Linked DNA regions of Mus musculus: region 2 is linked to region 1. The links are chromatin contacts, called in public Hi-C maps. All regions are on one chromosome and are shown on one strand. The core of a region is the stretch at or near the end of the contact, and the rest is flanking DNA. Distances in the headings are between cores, read along the strand shown.

The links. A called contact is a pair of places that touch in the nucleus more often than the background predicts.
Region 2: a contact with region 1 is called in a Hi-C map of B cells, with 5 read pairs. The contact joins the enhancer-like site here to the promoter of Pole2 in region 1. A contact is called at or near these places in 1 of 484 Hi-C or Micro-C datasets (B cells), 1 of 115 datasets of contacts at active chromatin or transcription factors (embryonic stem cells) and 1 of 9 other capture datasets (liver).

What each region holds. Positions count from the first base shown.
Region 1 is chr12:69,225,877-69,230,895 of GRCm38.p6, reverse strand. It overlaps Pole2 (polymerase (DNA directed), epsilon 2 (p59 subunit)), which reads left to right and starts at 2,706. Exons shown (of 19, transcript NM_011133.2): 1 at 2,706-2,799; 2 at 4,458-4,558. The coding sequence starts at 2,732. It also overlaps a transcript of Klhdc1 not described here.
Region 2 is chr12:71,039,288-71,044,306 of GRCm38.p6, reverse strand. It overlaps Arid4a (AT rich interactive domain 4A (RBP1-like)), which reads right to left. Exons shown (of 24, transcript NM_001081195.1): 8 at 4,336-4,468. Among named protein-coding and RNA genes, the nearest start is that of Arid4a, 26 kb to the right of the region's middle. Within about 2 kb of position 2,981, at least 74 of the 459 cell types and tissues checked have an H3K27ac peak or open chromatin away from gene starts, as enhancers often do. A contact at or near this core is called in B cells, embryonic stem cells and liver, where this site is marked.

The sequences.
Region 1 (5,019 bases), core at 1,457-3,956:
CAGTGAATGTCAATTGGCCTTGGGATCCACAAGCTAAAGGACTACTGAAAAGGGTATTAGCAAGGTCAACTGCAATACAGAGAGATACCAGCACGTACCAACTACTATGTCAAAAGAGCGATGTGGGGTACAATGGTCACTTCTACTCAATTCTCTAGAATCCACTCTCACTCTCCAGGAGCCATCTTGATCTTTACCCCGTCTAGCTGTTTAAAGGGTTCTGTGATTTCATCGTAGCCCCTGGGCAGTCTGTACTGTTTGACGTTCATAGACCAGGTCAAGATAGGCAGCTTTACAGGCTCCTGTCTCACCTAAGCACCTAGGACCACCTTTACAGTTTGCACTCTCAGTACAGCTCTCCAATGCTGGTGTGCAGGGTATGTCCAAGTAATATGCTCACCCAGGACATACTCTTGCAGTGGAGAAATGCATATACTATACCCCCGAGAGAGCGGGGCATAATCGCCACCCAGGACAAGTTTAATCTTTTTTTTTTTTTTTTGGCTTTTTGAGACAGGGTTTCTCTGTATAGCCTTGGCTGTCCTGGAACTCACTTTGTAGACCAGGCTAGCCTCGAATTCAGAAATCCGCCTGCCTCTGCCTCCCGAGTGCTGGAATTAAAGGTGTGTATACCACCGCCCGGCTAAGTTTAATCTTTTTAAGTGTGTGTGTGTGTGTGTGTGTGTGTGTATGTGTGTTGTATGTGCCAGTACAGCATACATGTGGAGGTCAGAGGACACACTGGAGTCTTTCCTTGTCGTCTACCTCGATTCAGTTCAGACAGGGTCTCTTAGTTTTTCACTGTTGCTGGCCCATGAGCTTCCAAAATTCCTGCTGTCTCTGTCTTCTATTAGGCTATAGGAATGCTGGGATTGATGATTCTCAGCACCACATCTGGAATTATGTAGGCTCTGGGGATTAGAACTCAGGTCCTCAGGCTTGCATGGCAAGCACTTTTACTTATGGAGTCATGGCAACAAATGGCAGAATCAGGAAGCTGAGAGCTCCTGTCTTCAAATGCAAGCACAAAGCAGAGAAAAAGAGCTGGAAGTGGGGTGATGCTATACAATCTCAAAGCCTACTGTCTGAGTTAGAGTTTTACCGCTGAGAACAGACACCATGACCTAGGCAACTCTTGTAAGGACAACATTTAATTGGAGCTGGCTTACAGGTTCAGAGGTTCAGTCCATTATCATCAAAGCAGGAGCATAGCAGTGTGCAAGCAGGCATGGGACAGGAGGAGCTGAGGGTTCTACATCTTGTTCTGAAAACAAATAGAAGACTGGCTTCCAGGGAGCTAAAAGGGTCTCATTGCCCACCCACACAGTGACACACTTCCTCCAACAAGGCCATACCTATAGTCCAACAAGGCCACACCTCCTAATAGTGCCCCTTCCTGGGCTAAGCATATTCAAGCCACCACAGCTGCTCCAGCACAACTGCACCACCTGAATCTCTCCAAACAGCGCCACCAACTGGGAACCAAGTGTTTACACACCAGAGCCTACGGGAGACATTTTTATTCAAACCACCACAGCTGGGATCTCTCTTTGTTGTCTAGTTTAACTTTTCAAAAGTTTTGAAATGCAAAATCAAGCAAATATACACATGCATTCTTTTTACTGTTTTCCTTTTCAGAAAGATCTTAAATATACGCCCCAGAGATAATTGCTTATACCGTTGTAGAAATCATTCAAGTTTTTGGCTTATTTGCCTCTCCCACTCCCACTAAGCCTCAGGTATCTTAGGCTTGCTTTGAACTTGCTGTGACATCAAAGATGGCCTTTGCCTCCTGAATCCTTGCACCTCCCCGTTCTGAGGCCTGGGATTATAGATCTGTGGTCTTATGCCCAGAGCTTTCTTGTGTCCTGTAAAGTTGCATGCTTATTTATAAACAGCCAATTGATTATTCATCTCAACAGCACAAGTATATGTGTGTGTGTGCGTTTGTGTGTGTGTGTGTGTGATGGATGGATGGATGGATTTTTATATAAGGTCTCACTGTGATTCACTGACTGGTCTGGAACTCATTCTCTAGAACAAGTTGCCCAGGTGTTTACAGAGATCCCCCTGCCTCTGCCTTCTGAGTTCTTGGATTAAAGGCATGTGCCATCACACTCAGCAAGAGGGAACATTTTAAGATGTGCTCTACTGAGTCTACTTGTAGGACTGAGAATAACGATTCAAGAGCAGCTCCACCGCACTGGCAATTCACCTCATACCAACCATTTATAATCTTGGGTTTGTTACTCCACCAGTAAAAAAAAAAAAAAAGAAGGTATGTCATGAAAAAAGTGGGACTGCTAAATGATGACAGCGGATCGTGGAGAGGCCCTCAACTAAAACTGGTCGGATGGGAGTGATCGAAAACGGTGAAAACACAGTATTTCCTGAGCATGTGTAGAACCGGGAAACAACGGCTCTACAACTCTCATAGCCCTGGAAGGGAAGACTCTGGGTGCAGGAAGCTTGGGTAGAGTCAGAGTAGAAGAGGGTAGCTGAGTGTCCGGGAAGCTGAGTGTTCAGAAAATGCTTTTGGGATAAAGGAAGCTTGTTCCCACTCTGACCACTCCTACTTCACTCCCTAGGCAGGGTCTGAGATTCCCAGAGGCCCTGCAGTTAGTAAGGCCAAAAAAATCCATTTCACCAGCCCAAGAATATAAGGGCGGGACAAGGGGTGTGTCTATTCCAGGAGGGGGCGGGGCGTCGGCGGTGGCGCCAAATCGCGAACATGGCGCCGGAGCGGCTGCGGAGCCGCACGGTCTCAGCTTTCAAGCTGCGGGGCTTGCTGCTCAGGAGGTGAGTCTCGAGGTAACCTGACCCGCCGCAATGCCCTATCTAGAACATTCTGTCATAAGAGGCGATGTCTCTCCGGTGCATTTGAGGCTGCAGAGCCTACCTGGGTTTCCGCGATCCTGGCGCCGGGTGCGAATGTTACTTCCAGGCTGGGCGGAGCTGCGCGCTGACGCCGAACTGAGCGGGGAAGTTGGGGGCGTGCTGGCTTCTGATCAACGGAGGTCCCCGCCTCTGCAGAATGGGAATCATTACAGTGTTACTTCTGGAAGTTACAGAGAGACGTGTCAGAGAAGGAGAGACATGGGTGAATCCATATGCGTGTCTGTTGGCGATTTATATTGTAGAGTATGAGTCTTCCAAACCCGTCTCTGTGTGGAATTTTCATTATTGCCTGGAGAAGTAAAATTTGGATAGATTTTAAACGTGTTTTTAGTTTGGCTTTTTTAGATTTCCTAGTTTACAATTTGCCCCCAAAGGAGGTTTTCCTGGCTGTAGTGTGTCTTTTCAGTCTTTAAAAATGAACATATCCAAGAAATCTCATATTACAATTTACATTTTATAATACACTTTCCGTTTAAGTACCTGCTGAGATCCGTATAGCTTTCTGAGTCAGAGTGTGAATGTTTTGTTTTCGTAACTGTGAACTTTATGAACCTTTTAGCTTTACGTTTTGCCCAGGAGTGTCCAAGGGTCAACCTGGGTCTACCCAGGGAGAAAGTGATGAATTTAATTTGGTTAATTCCTGACATTTGGAGAGAGGATTAATTGAGCAATAGCTTTTCCTTTCCTTTCCCTTAAAATGTACTATTATAAAGCTGTTGGAAGCTCATTAATTGATTCATTGAGATATACACTCAAGTCTTTTAGCCTCAAAGCACCGTGTGTGGAATTAAACGCCATGGGACTTTTCCTGTGGGAAGACAGTGTGTTATCTAGTGCTGTGTAGTAGATTACCCTCTGATTTAGAGACTCAATGGCACTCATGCCTGCATTCACTGTGGGCCAGCTATCCAGCACAACTTTAATCCCAGCACTCTGGAGGCAGAGGCAGGTGAATCTCTGTGAGTTCCAGGACAGCCAGGGCTATGCAGAGAAACTCTGTCTAGAAAATCAAACAAAAACTTAACTCAGAGTTTCGGCTTTGAGTCTCATACACTCCAGTCAGGACAGGGTCATCTCACATGTCCAGTGTACCCATCTCATTTAGATTTTTTTAAAAACGATTTATTTATTATTATATCTAAGTACACTGTAGTTGTCTTCAGACACACCAGAAGAGGGCATCAGATCTCATTGCGGATGGCTGTTAGCCACCATGTGGTTGCTGGGATTTGAACTCAGGACCTTCAGAAGAGCAGTCTGTGCTCTTAGCCACTGAGCCATCTCTCCAGCCCAATTTAGATTTTTTTTAAAAAGGTGTTTTACCAAGACCTGCTGCAGGGGTTTGTTGTTATTTTACCTGTTCACTTATTTTTTTAATGAACTGTTTCAAGCCTTGATACTTTAGAGGGCTACTTGAGGTTTTAGAGGGAGATATGAGTTTTCTGTTATGTTAGCTTTTTATAAAGCTTGAGTTGTATAAGATTTAAGTAAAAGTTTCCCCCTACCCCACCCTCCGCCCCCGAGAAATTCTTGGTCTCATCTTTTCTTTCTGTCACTAGTGAAGCCACCAAGTATCTGACTGAAGCTCTCCAGTCTGTCACTGAATTGGAGCTAGAGGAGAACCTAGGAAAGATCATCGATGCAGTTGAAAAGCAGCCCTGTAAGTAACATTTCCTGATGATGCTTAAATTGTTATAGCTTTGTGTCCTCTGATTTACATTTAAAAGGATACCGAGGCTCCATTATTAGCACAGTGCAGAGTTCCGAGAGTCGCACAGTAGTGTCTTTTCCCAAAGGGTTGGTTCAGTTGGGACCTCAGGATATCCTGGTCCTTGGTTCCCAGGCTCCTGCCTGGACAGGTGGAGTTACCGCCGCATCTTTTCTATACTTAACTGTTGCACTTGATCTTGCCCTTTAAAGAGTTATGTTGCTGTTCTTGTATATGATTACTGTTATTGCTATTGTTATTTTGCATGTGTGTATACACGTGTGCTCTGTGTCCGTATGTGGAGGTCAGAGGACAGCTTTGCAGCAGGTTCTCTCCTTCTACCATGTGGGTCTGAAGACCAAGCTCGTGTCACCAGAATTCTGTGGCAAGTGCTTTCACCGGCTGAGCTGTGC
Region 2 (5,019 bases), core at 1,732-4,231, 1.8 Mb before region 1:
ATTTCATTATTTTTTAGCATATTGGCTTTCTAGATATTAACATGCTCACTAGGTAATAAAAATTAATAATGAAATATAAGTTAAAATAGTATCACTTTAAAAATTAGAGCTTATTCAAACCTAAATAAGATATTTTATCACATTTATTCATTTGTGAGGAAGGGTACACATGTATCCTAGCATCCTATGAAGGTCAGATGGCAACTTGCTACCATTTTCTCTTTCCTCATGTGGCCCTGGGATCAAACTCAGGCCACAGGCTTGTGCTTGGCATAAGCATCTCTACAGGTGCAACTATCTTCCTGGCTCAAGACTTGATTTTTTATCCAAAACAGTAACATTTATGGATGTATGGTCTGTTCTTTTCATTTTTTTCAGATAGGGACTCCTAATAGCCCAAGTTCGCGTCAACTTTACTACATAGCCAAGGATGACTGAACTCTGTACTCTCCTCCCTCTGGCACAGTGCAGTTTGTTTAATTGGTGGTGAGTATTTTTGTTTCTTTCTTTTGAAACAGGATCTTACTATGTATCATTAACTAGCTTGGAAATGACTATGTAGACCAGGCTGGCCTCAAGCCCACAGATGTTTGTCTCCCTCTGTCCCCTGAGTGCTGGGATTGAAGGGACAAGCCACTGATTTGGTTTTTGTTATTTTTCCATTGTGTGTGCACATGCATGCACTCACAGAGAGACCAGAGGCGTCAGTCCTGTGGGTGCCCTACACTCTGGTCCTCTGCAGGTCACTGTGCTCTGAGGTCACTGAAGCAGCACTCCAGACCTTCATCTAAGACACCTCAGTACGCATCTGCTTTAAAATCTGGCGGTTAGAAACCACCTAAGATCTTTTTTAACAGGGCATGAACAATTTTCAGTTTGTCATTGAAAAGAAAACTTTTAATCTAGCCTTTGAAAGTAAAAAATGCCTTAGCAGTGTGCTTAGTGAGTAATTTTTGAGTACTGTAGTCGTGGTTTGTATTTTAAAAACTCAAGCTGGGTAGCACACTTCTAAAGTTGCTGAGACAGACTTACTCATGATACTCTTAATCCTTAACAAACCCAGAGTCCTGGACGTTGTAGGCAAAAGTGTGTCTCAGACACTCACTCACACTCTGGCTCCCAACTCCATTCTTTGTAACTAAGTTTCATTCATTCAGTTTATTATTATAACAATATACACTTTATAACTATCATGTTCAATACCACAGAGCCAGATTTTTATTTATTTATTTATTTATTTATTTATTTACTTACTTACTTACTTACTTACTTACTTACTTATTTTTTGAGACAAGGTTTCACTATGTAAACCTGGCTGGCCTCAAACTCAGAGGTCTGCTGGCCTCTGTTTCCAAAGATTCAAGTTGTGCGACACCACACTGCACTGGGTTTTTAGATACTCTTATTGATTACTGTTTGGTTTTTGGCAGGTCTCATCTGCCCAGAACCTTGTAGGTAATGGAGGATGACTCTGAACTTACACTACTCTCCTAATTGTTAAGATCACAGACATGGATGGCCACACTTTGGCTTCAGAGACAAATACAGGTCTTGTGAGTACTAGGTACTAATAACTGTCAGACTAGTAAGAGTCGCTGTGCTTCACACAGAGGGGCAAATCTAAGACATACAAGAAAGAACACAACAGGGGGATGACCCATTGGTACACCAGGCACAGGACAGTGCCAAAGGCAGGAAAATTAGCCCTACTCAGCTAGAAGAGGTGTGGTAGTCAAGTCCTGAGATGTAAATAAATAGAAGTCCAAGTCTCATCACATCACCTGGGAGCTACTCTAATGGCCTCCATATTGATTTCTGTAAACAGTCTTATGAATATTCCCAAACATGCAGCACAAATACCATTCCTTTTCAGAACTATCTGCAGAATTATCCCTGAGTTTTAGGTGACCCTTGGAAGGCCCTTCTGCTTCAAGGGTCAATGATATTTGCAGTTGCATCCTATTCTCCCCCTCCTCTCTCTCACCATCGGTCAAAGAGGATTTTTGTGAGACAACTACACCTAAGCAGTCTCCGACCTCTCATAAAAGACCCTCTGTGACCATCTGTCCCTTCTTCTGTGCCATGAAACCGCCATTTCTACAGCGTTAAACATCTAAGGGTGGAGATCCTTCCTTTCTATTACTTCCTTAGTTTACTTTATGTACCAGTACTAAAAAATTACTACCACTTTTTTGGGGAGACAGGGGGTTTCAAGTCAGAGTTTCTCTGTGTAGCCCTGGCTATCCTAGGACTTATTCTGTAGTCCAGGCTGGCCTCAAACTCAGAAATCTGCCTCTGCCTCCTGAGCACTGGGATCAAAGGCGTGCGCTGCTACACTGGGTTTAAAGAATGAGTCTATAACTCCCAACATAGTCTGCTTTATGTGTAGAGCGCATGTTCTTGGGAGTCACAATGAAAAGCCCACACTTGCCTGTCTTCTGAGGAATTTACAGTCAAGGCAAAGCAAGCTCACTCCTGTCCTCAGGTAACACTCATTAACTCAGGGTGGAGTAAAGGCGCACAAATTGAAGAAGTTAGCTTAGGCGTAGTAAGGAAAGTAGCTGGGTGGAAGAGTGCCTGCCTAGCATGCCTGGGCCAATGGTGTCTGGGAGGTGAAGTTCAAGGTCATCCTAGGCGGACTGGCAAATTGGAGGCCAGCCTGAAATATGTAAAACCCTGCCTCAAAATAAAAAAGCTGGGGCTTGGGCTGGATACATGGCTCAGCGGTTAAGAGCACTGACAGCAGCTCTTCCAGAGGTCCCGAGTTCAAATTCCAGCAACCACAAGATGGCTTACAACCATCTGTAATGGGATCTGATGCCCTCTTCTGGTGTGTCTGAAGACAGCTACATATAAATAATAAATAAAACTTAAAAATAAAAAAAGCTGGGGCTGAAAAAATGGCTCAGTGGTTAAGAGCACTGACTGCTCATCCAGAGATCCTGAGTTCAATCCACAGCAACCACATGGTGGCTCACAACCATCTGTAATGGGATCCGATGCCCTCTTCTGGCACACAGACATTCATGCAGATAGAGCACTCAGATGCTTTAAAAATAAAAAAATAAAATAAGAAAGTGGAAGGGAGCTTATGGTGAAGGAGTCTTAGATATTCATTAAAAGAATTTGAAGGGGGGCAGTGGTGGCGCACGCCTGTAATCCCAGCACTTGGGAGGCAGAGGCAGAAAGATTTCCGAGTTCGAGGCCAGCCTGGTCTACTGAGTGAGTTCCAGGACAGCCAGGGCTACACAGAAAAACCCTGTCTCAAAAAACCAAAAAAAAAAAAAAAAAAAAAAAAGTGAAATTAGTTGATGAAGCAGACTCAGTAAAACTAGATTAATTAACTGAAAGATCAAGGTTTTGTATATCGCATGTGTGTGTGGTGCATGCACACAGATGTGTGGGTGCATATGAACACATTGATGCATGTGCTCATGCACATAGGGATGCAAAACACGGGAACAGATGTCTTCTGTCACTCTCCGACACTGCACTGCGCTGAGACAAGGTCTCTCGCTTAACTGAAGCTTGCTTCTTTGGCTAGGCTGGCTGGACAGCGTGGTTTTGACTCTGTTGTCTGGGCACTCAACCCCAGGCTATGCCTGGCTCCTTACATAGGCACCGGAGTCCCCAAGCTCTCCTGCTTGCAGGGCAAGTGCTCTTACCAGTGTGCTTGTTCCCTGCCCCACCCCCAGTGTCTTGTTTTGTTATTGAGACCAAGTTAGTCTCCACCTCCTGGGCTGAAGCACACTTCCTGTTTTGGACTCTAGAGAAGCTGAGACTACAGCCCTGAAGCACCACATCTGACCAAGTTGTTGGGATTACTGTGAGATAAATCGATTATTTTTAAATGGTTCTACCTAAAAACTTAGTTCTAGATAATTAGCTGAATGTAATAAAGAAAGAATTAAGAAGCCAGATGTGGTGGCTCACACCGTGATCCTACACCTGAAGAGACTGAAGCAGGAGGATTGTTATGAATCTGAGGCCAGCCTGGGCCACACAGTAAGTTCCGGGCCAGCCTGGACTATCCAGTAAAACAAACAAAACAGCCATAAAGAATATTGAGGACTTGACCTACAGGAACTGAAGCGGTGAGGCGATAAACAGGGCAGAATGAAGAACACATCTGAGGGGAAAACCTGAAAGGTCAACAAACAGATAACAGAAGGAAAGCCAAAGAAAGACAATGGCCATGTGAGTGGGCCTGTCTTAATATTAAATTACAATTACATCTTCGTTAGATTTATAATACTTCCAAAATATTTTACATACATTTTAAAAAATCCATTCTCGACAACTAATACAGCTGACTAATTTTGCAATGAAACTTACCAAAGCAGGGTACCATCCAGTGCTCTCTGCTGTGGAGGCCACACTTACAACTTTTCCTAATAATTCGTCATTGAGACGCCTCTTATCTTCATCTTCCTCTTCGCTGCTTTCTTCTTCCTTTTCGTCTTCAGTGCTAAGAGTCAGGAGAACCTGGTCATTATCCAAATGTCCATATCCTAGTGTCCCAGACCTAGGCATGTCAGAGTGCTGTGACTTCTGCATGGTCCACTGGCCCCTATGGCTGCCTCTCCATTCTTACTGGGGCTGAGGAGATGGACAGTCTCCTGCCTCACACAAGTAACTGAACCACCTAAGTAAGCAACACTTGAGTTTGCTTCACTGGTCAGTGAATACCTGGGCTTCGGTTCCTCTGCCAGGACAGAGAAGCCTAACTTCTCTGTATCACCTCATTCACTTTTAGAAACACATTACCTGTCTGGTTTTTAATGCCAGGGGGCAAATAATGCAAGTTTAATTTTCTAGTAGGGTATGAAAATAGCTCCCAAAAAGTATATGTGGGTTTATTCAGGTATCTTCTCTGGGGTAATCATTTACTTCTAAGTGTCCATAACAAGCATTAATTATGAGTCTATGCTTTTTAAATAAAAATGAGAATGTACGCTTTTAAAATCATGGTAAATAGTAATCTGACATGCTCTTGAAGCATCCTGAATATGCTGATAT